Regions from separate parts of the Drosophila melanogaster genome. Here region 2 is linked to region 1. The links are chromatin contacts, called in public targeted proximity ligation maps. All regions are on one chromosome and are shown on one strand. The core of a region is the stretch at or near the end of the contact, and the rest is flanking DNA. Distances in the headings are between cores, read along the strand shown.

Region 1 (4,066 bases), core at 423-2,922:
TGTAAAATATGGCTTATCTTATCGAAACCAATTCACCAATGGTCTATGACTGCAACTTCAAGTCTGCAAACGTTTTGGGCACTGATTCCCCCAATTTGTCTCGCAGTTTGTTGGGCAAGGTTATTTCATCAGCGATGACTAAGTATTGATCATAAGGAAGCGATTCCAGCAGTACGGCATTCGCTATGTCAAATCTTTTGGGAAAGTCGGCCGATTGGGGCCACTTGGCAAGCTCCCACTCCAAGGTCCACCTAGCAGCGAGGTCCTTGTAGTAACCCTCTCTTAAAAAATCCACCTTTTCCAACTTGGCCAAGTGCGCCAAGCTCGTTTCGTGATTGGCTGAGAAATCGATAGCACGCATTAGAAGGGCACTTGTTAGTAGGGTCCACTTGCTGTCCGGCTCAAACTCCAGAAGATCTAGGCAGGATTGCAGCTGCGTTTGCAGCTCCGCCAGGAGATCCTTGCTGCAACTCGTAGTGCCGTGTGGCGGCGCAATGTAATAGGCTCCGTTTTCCGAGCCAGACAGAGGCGAGAGGTCAACCTTCTGATCGGAGAGCCTAAGGGAGTAAGCTGAGTTTCTTTGGTAATCGAAGTTCTGCTGACACTTCCAACTGGTTCCACGCTTGTCCACTGGTAGCCAGAACTCCAGTAAAATCGTTTGTCCTCCCCCAACTAGCTCAGTCTTCAATTGCTTTATATCTGGGTAGGGCTTGTCAAGGGCGAGGACTGCTCCATGTGACTCCAGTCGAAAAGCAGCTATCCTTGGAGCCCGATCCAACTGGGCGCCGCTGCCCAGCAACCAGCGCTGGTAGAACCAAGCACTGCTGTCGTTAGGATCCGTGAAAGCAGCGGTCAGCACCATTTCAAGCTCCTTCTGCAACTTCTCCTCACTCATGGGCCGGTCTCTCTGCTGGTTGGGGTAGAGCTCCGGAAGCAGGAGACTGCGGTGGTGCCAGCTGGAGTAGTTGGAGAAGTTAGCCCTGATCTTCTCGGTGCAGAAGTCCAGCTCCTGGGTGGCCGGCACCATGGCCTTGCCGGTCACATAGCGCCTGTAGTCCCAGGTGTGGAAGTTGCGCTCGTCGAATTTGAGGTACTTGTTGCACAGTTTCACCTCCTGCTGCCAGTCCGCCCTGGGATTCTGTTCCAGGGTCCAGCAGCGGTGGTGCCAGGCGTTGTAGGACTTCGGGTTGACCATTAGGCACTGCTCGGTGAGGTCCAGTTCGCAGGTGAAAATGGAATGGGCCTTGTCCTCGCCAGCGGCCTTCTTTTCACTCGGCTTATTCTCACCGGTTTGGTTTTCCTTCTCTGGCTTCTCCTCGCTGGGCGTCTCGCACGTGGCCTCCTCTTCCTTTAGCCTGAACAGCTTCTCCAGCACGCACTCCCTGCGGATGTTCCACAGCATGCTGACATCCGGATTCCGCAGCAAGATCTGAACTGTCAGGCTGAGCATTTCGTTGTCCAGCTCACCCGCCTCCCTCTTCTTCTGAATCCTTCCCATGGCTGCACGGTAGGCCCGGACTTTCAGAGCCTGCTCCTTCTTCTTCCGCTCGCGCTCCTCCTCCGTGGTCCTCACTTTTACGCGTCCGTGCATTGCCCTGAATTGAATTAAAGTCCAATATTTACAAAATACGAAAATTATTAGTCAGCAGTGTGGCCGCGCCGGGAACGATAAAAAATACCAACCGTCCTACAAGTAAATACCGTCGTATGCCAATTTACTTTCAAGAAATACCCTTTCCATGCACTGGAAATAAAAAATAAAATTTCCCAATTTCCTTACTTAAGTAAAATCGTATTGTTTATAATTCATTCAACAATTTATATTCAACAATTTGAAAATTACCAATAGATGATACTGTAATTGGCGTGTAAACAGCCAAAATACTCAAATCAGGAAGCATTTTAGTGGCGAGACTCCGAATTTATATACAAAATTAACAGAATATGCAAACCTCTGCAACGCAATACAAAATAGGTGCATATCATTCATTCAAACAACTTAACAACTAATCGATTTTATAGTCATTGCAATTCAATTTAAAATATAGAAGAGGCCATGGAATATATGTATTCCAAAGGAAAACATAAATTCAATTTTAAGATGCGAATTGAAAACAAATATTATCAAAATATGATATCTATTACCTTTACAGCAAATACAAAACAATAATTATTTTCCCAAAAAGTGTAAATTTTAAAATTCCACTCTTTATTTCAAAAAGATTTCTTCAATATCTTTGAAAGCAATCTTACATCTCATTTTGAAAGTAACGTACTTTCACACTTCGCCATCCCAAGTTCAACAGTTTTTAATCGAAACACATCCTTAGAAATCGGGATGGTGCCTGAGAAAACACCTTAAAATGCGAAAGCGCTTTATTTTTAAATTCCGGTGTAGGAAAAAAAAAGTTTTATGGGATGTATTAGCTCAGCATAAGTTTCTAATAATTATATATAATCTGATATCTAATCTCATGTTAATTGAACATTTTTTGACCCGATTGTTGACAAGCAATTACTACAGAAGTCTTGTACCTTTTCCTTTCAAAAATGAGCCGTGCCATCATATTTTCGTTGATTTATAAAGTTCGTAGCACATTTTACATTTAATAAGATTTCGTAGCACTCAGGCATTGTCTTGACATATGCAATCTTACACAAGTTCATTGTATCGAACCCCGAAACATCCGGAAGGTGGCACTTAGCTAGCTAGTAAAAGTGGAATTAGTGATTTGGACGCAAGGTGGCGCTTTATTTGATGTCTTAAGAGTAAAACGCAGTGTTGTTTGCATAAACGATTTAAAATTATTAATATTATTTATTATTAATTAAATTATTTCTTAAATAAAATTTTTATTTTTTAATAATAATGGATAATAGAATAACTTTTTTATATAATTTTCAGGGTGTGGCGCAGCGAAACTACTTTAAACCTCAATTTAATACACGTAACTTATATAGAGGGATTAGTAGATTCCTTGATAAGTATGTAACAGGATGCGTTTTCGACCCTACAGAGTATATACATATATATATGGATGATCGCTGCGATATCGGGAACTATAAAAGCTAGATAAGTACAGTTGATTTAAACTTTTTATTATTTGGAAATTCCTTGTAGAATCTGATGCACATGCACTTTTATAATGAAGAAAATCATGAATATTTTTGGTTTTAATGTATAAATTTGGAGTCCAGCTTCAGTTTTATTTCTGTATGGGTTAGCGCAAAGACACTAGAATTCTAGTATTTAGTATTCCTATCCTATCCTTAAATTGTATATAAAATATTTAAATGCGGGTCACTTGTCTGCCATTGAATTGTCTGCCAGTGCTGAATTCTAAGATTAGACGAAAGATTTTGAAGTCTGACTACACGCCTGATGATAGATAATAACACTGATTTATGATTTAAATCAATTTAACGTGTGTTATATTTGTTGATGCAGATCGTACAAATCATTAATTATACAAAGGTGCATTTATTTATTTCAGCCGTGCTCTATTCGAAGGGCATTCCGTGTCCTTTGTTTGCCAATTGACACGGATTGGCATTCCTGATTAGTGCGTCGGATGTCGCTCACGATATGGAACGATTCATCCCTGGGTGTCCTTCGCTTTAAATCTCCGCTTTTGTTTGAGTTTGTCGTAAAAATAGAATAAAAATAAATCTCGCTTCATTGAGGTCCTTTGTGCTGGCGCAGCGACTATCTGCTTCGTTTTACTTGACGAGTCGTGCGAGTGGTATTCCGAGGGTGCTGCCAGGCTTCCACGTAAGCTGCTCGTTCTGCTGACAACCCCTGTGCCTCGCTCATCCTGACCTGTTGGCCAGATTAGGTCCAAAGCCGATCCGAACTCGAGTCCGAGTCCGAAACCCGCAGACAAGCCGCATTTGAGACGACCGAAATCAGTCATAATATTTCAAATTCATAAATTGATGCGTATCACATTAGGAGCGACAGAACGATGCCGCGTCTAACGGTAACGATGCCAGGACCTGCCACGCCCCCCGCCCCCTTCCTCCTTCTTCACCTTCTTATGTGACTGCGAATCCACCCTCGGAAACT
Region 2 (4,066 bases), core at 1,050-3,549, 89 kb before region 1:
GTAGATGGCCGAGTCCGCACGCAGCAGTTTCGCCTTAATTTCAATCATTTATTTACTTTTTTATTTGGTCGCGACTCCCGTAGAGTGACCGTCTGCAGGAATTGTTCGATAGGCCCGCCGATAGCGATAGCAGCCGTGCGCGTACGCCAACCACTTTTTAAATGTCCCACCTCTGATAAGTCGTGTTACTGAATTTAAATTTTCTTTTTACTCTAGCAGAATCCCAGGTAGGCCTTGGGTATAAGCTCGAAACATTGTCATTGCTGTCGCGCACGAGAACAACCAGTATTCAGCTATATTTTATAAAATCCACGCATTATGTTCAACGGCTTACCAACCTTGATGAAATACCCAGACCGATCGCCTTTTCTGTGCGGTCCCAGCGGATTTACATTCGACAATTGTCTGCGGTGAGTTGGAACACAGTTACACCTAATGGCCAGCAAGCCATATTCAACACCCAACCTTTTACAAACCAACCTTATTCAACGAATGACAAAGGAAAACATTTCGTTTGTTAATAATTAGTTGGTTAATAGTTCTAGTGGCACAACTTTGTTGAAAAAAATTGGGTAAGCCCGCTCTTTTGAAAAATGAATCAATTCATTGCCCATTGATACACGAGATAAGCATTTTGGCTCCCCTAAGATTCACCGAATTCCCATTTGGTTGAAAGAGATGGCATTTAGGTTTGCCAATGTTTGAATCGCAATATTTAATAAAGAGTTGCTGACACGGGGTATCTTGTAGTGCAGCCACTTCGCTGTGGCGACTTTTGCTTATGTGTTCAATTCTCGTCCGCAGCAACAAACAACTAAAAGAGAATGGCCTTGAGGAGCCGAATAGCTTTACTACTGGCACCACTGTGGTGGGCATCGTGTTCGACGGCGGAGTAATCATAGGCGCCGAGTCCAGGGCTACCAGCGGCGGCATAGTTTTCTCAAAGACGTGCCGCAAAATTATTGAGCTGCAGGCCAACATTTTGTGAGCATCTAGCTATCTATGAGTACGCCATAGACATAATATAATGGTACCTTGAAACCACACAGTGCCGCGGGAGCTGGAACCGCTCGGGACACGAAAGCCCTGGTGGAACTGACGCGGGCGCAGCTGGAGCTTCACCGGATGAACACTGGGTTCCGCAAAGTGCCGGTGTGCTGTGCCAACCAGATGATACGGCAGCTGCTGTTCCGTTTCAACGGGAATATAGATGCCGACATGATCATAGGCGGCGCGGATAACACCGGAGCGCATCTCTTCTGCACTCGCAGCGACGGCTCCACGGACACGGCGCCCTTCACGTCCATCGGCTCCGGCTACCAGGTATCCATGTCCATCCTGGAGTCACGGTGGTCGGAGGACCTCTCCGAGGAGTCCGCCTGCGCCCTGGCTTGCGACGCCGTGGCCGCGGGCATGAAGAACGACCTGTGCTCCGGAGGCAAGGTCAGCCTCTGCGTCGTGCGCTGCGACTTCTCGGTGCAATGGCCCGAGCAGCTCCCCCGCCAGGTCCCACCAACTCGCACCTATCGCCTGTCACCCAAGCCCGGCCGAACCACCATTCTATCCACCTTGGTGCATCCGGTGCTTTCGTGGCGGGGCGCCCTAGCTCTGCCCGAGCCAGGAGGTAGCCAGGAGCCAGGGCGAGGACCAGGCACTAGTGGTGCCGCCAGAGGGCAGGAGGCCCCGCGCAGATCCAACAGTCTGGACGAGCCGGAGGCCAAAAGAAAGAAACGCGGAGGGAGATAGGACCCGGCTTGGGTGATCCTCAATATCCTTACCACAAATTTCTTGATTGGTCGTAAGCGTTTAGTGAGTTACCGTGATTTCAAACTTTCCATCTGGAAATTGAAGCTTGTTGCGTTATCTTGTGCAAATTACACATTTTTTGTTTCGAGCACGACCTTCCACCAGGAGGAAAAGAGCTCTGTTACCCGGATATTTGTACGTAGATGGATTAAATCAAATTAAACCAAATTATTTAAAATCCAAATAAACCAAATTATCAAAAAAGGTTTTCAGAAGATTAAAGGCCGCGAAACAAGCCCTAAAACTGTTTTCCCGTCAAAAAGGATCTATCTGCTATGACATAAAAAATTAAAATTTTTAAATAAAGTAAAAAATACGTAAGAGAATGGACAAAACAAATCTAAAAATTTGAAAAAGTTAGATCGGATGGTTGTAGTCTTTGCTGAGTGGTTGATGAATGTGCTACGCCGTATCGGTGGCAAATTTAGGACATGCAAAAATTTGGCTTTATCAACAAGTGGCTCTGCGGTCATACTGCCTGTATTCTGCGCAATCCTGCCTGCGGTCACACCGCGGAAAAATGTCGAAGGCGCGCGTTGCTCGCGTTTCTTGAGTTCTTGATTCTCATGAAATTGACAACAAATTCGCAACAAGTGCGGTGATCTTTGTTATTCTCTGCTCTTCGCCCGTCTTGAAATCGCAGTGTGTGTGCGGTTGTCGATTTGATTCGTTTCGATTTGGTCAGTCTCGCGATTTCGATTTCTCCGCAACATTTGTATTCGCATTTCCCTGCGCACTTGGCTATCTTAGACGCCGACGTCGACTGCGCAGCCGCCGCGCCGCGACGTGAAATGTGCAATAACAAGTTAAACAACAACTACGTAGCAGCAACAACACATCGACAGAGTTAACCAATATTTAATTGCGGGCTTAATTAAATTAGCCGGCCCCACAGTGCAGTGCAAAAGTGCGCAAGACTAAAAAAAGGAGGACAACGCCGCTCATTCTTCGCTCCCACTTGGAATTCAAAGCTGGATAAATTGGATTAAACCGGGCGACAAGAAATTAAAAGTACGGTACGTCAGACAAAGACTGCCCCCACCCCCTCGCCATAGCTGATATTTATGAGTTTCACCACCCCCTCTCGAAAACAAAAGCAACAATTGCCATGTCCGGCTTAGCAACAACAAAAAACGACGGCATTCCAATGGCGTCTGCTTTGTTTTCCACATACTGGAAGCCACCCGCTCCTCTTTAAGCTGCCTTTCCTTCCACTTCCAGCGGGGGAAAGGGACTCTTTAAGCGGGATGTGGTTTTGCGCTTCTCCATTTCCTCGTTCTTTGCGAGAAAAAGAAAAGGGTGCGTCGACATTTCTATTGTTGTTGTTTTCGTGGCGGTATTTTCTTATACTTTATTTTGTTGCTCACCTTCACACGTTATCAGAGTATTCATTTTGATCGTTTGTTTCGCTGGCGATGCGAAGAAGTCTCCACTGGAGTTTCGTGCTCCCTCACGCCAAACAGTTATACCTGTTTCCACAAAGAGCGCGCGCGCGCGATAGAGAGAGAGAGAGGGTGATAAAACCAAGCAACAGAAATATCTCCAGTAGAGAGCGCCACTGGAAGATCGGAATTTTTAGTGCTCTGCTCTGACTAACAGGTTTTAGTAGTAGTGCTTACTTTTCTACTACGATTTTTGTCGCGGCTAACAATTCTGTTTTCCCACTCCCTCTCTCAGTTTTTGCATGGTAACTTTTCGGTCATTGTACTGTTGTTGTTGTCTTGCACACCGCAAGAGAACAACAACAATCGGAGAAACACTGATAGCGCGGTACAGTGGGGCAGGCCAAACTAGAACCTATACATTTAAGATGTCTCCAATTTGTGATTTTGCCTTTCAAGCATACTAGTTCATAGTTGATTGTTTTGTTATTATCGGTCTTGAATGCGATGTTTAAAGAAATCTTATTTTCGAATTACGATATTATTCTTATTCCTTTGACTTATTAAAATAAATGAAAACGGCGAGTAGAGCAAAAGAGCGACCACTGTGGCTCCACAAGCTCGTTTCTCTGTTTCTCATTCGCGCCAGCTCCAATTTCGCCTTATTCACACACACACCTCACTGCTTGCGACTGCAAATTTGTGCAGCTGAACTTTGTACTTCTCGTGTTTTCACATGACTCATGGGCTTTATTTTGGTTCTTGTTCCCCTTAATTTGGGAATTAAAACGAGCAAGATTTGACGGTGTAAAAAGTGTTACCTGCGCTGTCATCAATGGGCGCGCTCCACATTCCAATGACCTTATCGCGGGCTCTCT

Evidence for each region.
Region 2: a targeted proximity ligation map of the Kc167 cell line shows a contact between it and region 1, with 7 times the contacts expected there. A contact is called at or near these places in 15 of 107 Hi-C or Micro-C datasets (the Clone 8 cell line, the D17-c3 cell line, the Kc167 cell line and 4 more) and 3 of 7 datasets of targeted methods (all in the Kc167 cell line).

The regions. Positions count from the first base shown.
Region 1 is chr3R:5,125,693-5,129,758 of dm6, reverse strand. It overlaps RabGGTa (Rab geranylgeranyltransferase subunit alpha), which reads right to left and starts at 1,672. Exons shown (of 1, transcript NM_141255.3): 1 at 1-1,672. The coding sequence starts at 1,591. The coding sequence ends at 44.
Region 2 is chr3R:5,215,689-5,219,754 of dm6, reverse strand. It overlaps cno (canoe), which reads left to right and starts at 2,299. Exons shown (of 20, transcript NM_001316565.1): 1 at 2,299-2,822. Prosbeta2R2 (Proteasome beta2 subunit-related 2) reads left to right here and starts at 227. Exons shown (of 3, transcript NM_141258.4): 1 at 227-410; 2 at 805-984; 3 at 1,050-2,004. The coding sequence starts at 319. The coding sequence ends at 1,746. It overlaps CG1116, which reads right to left and starts at 98. Exons shown (of 5, transcript NM_169028.3): 1 at 1-98.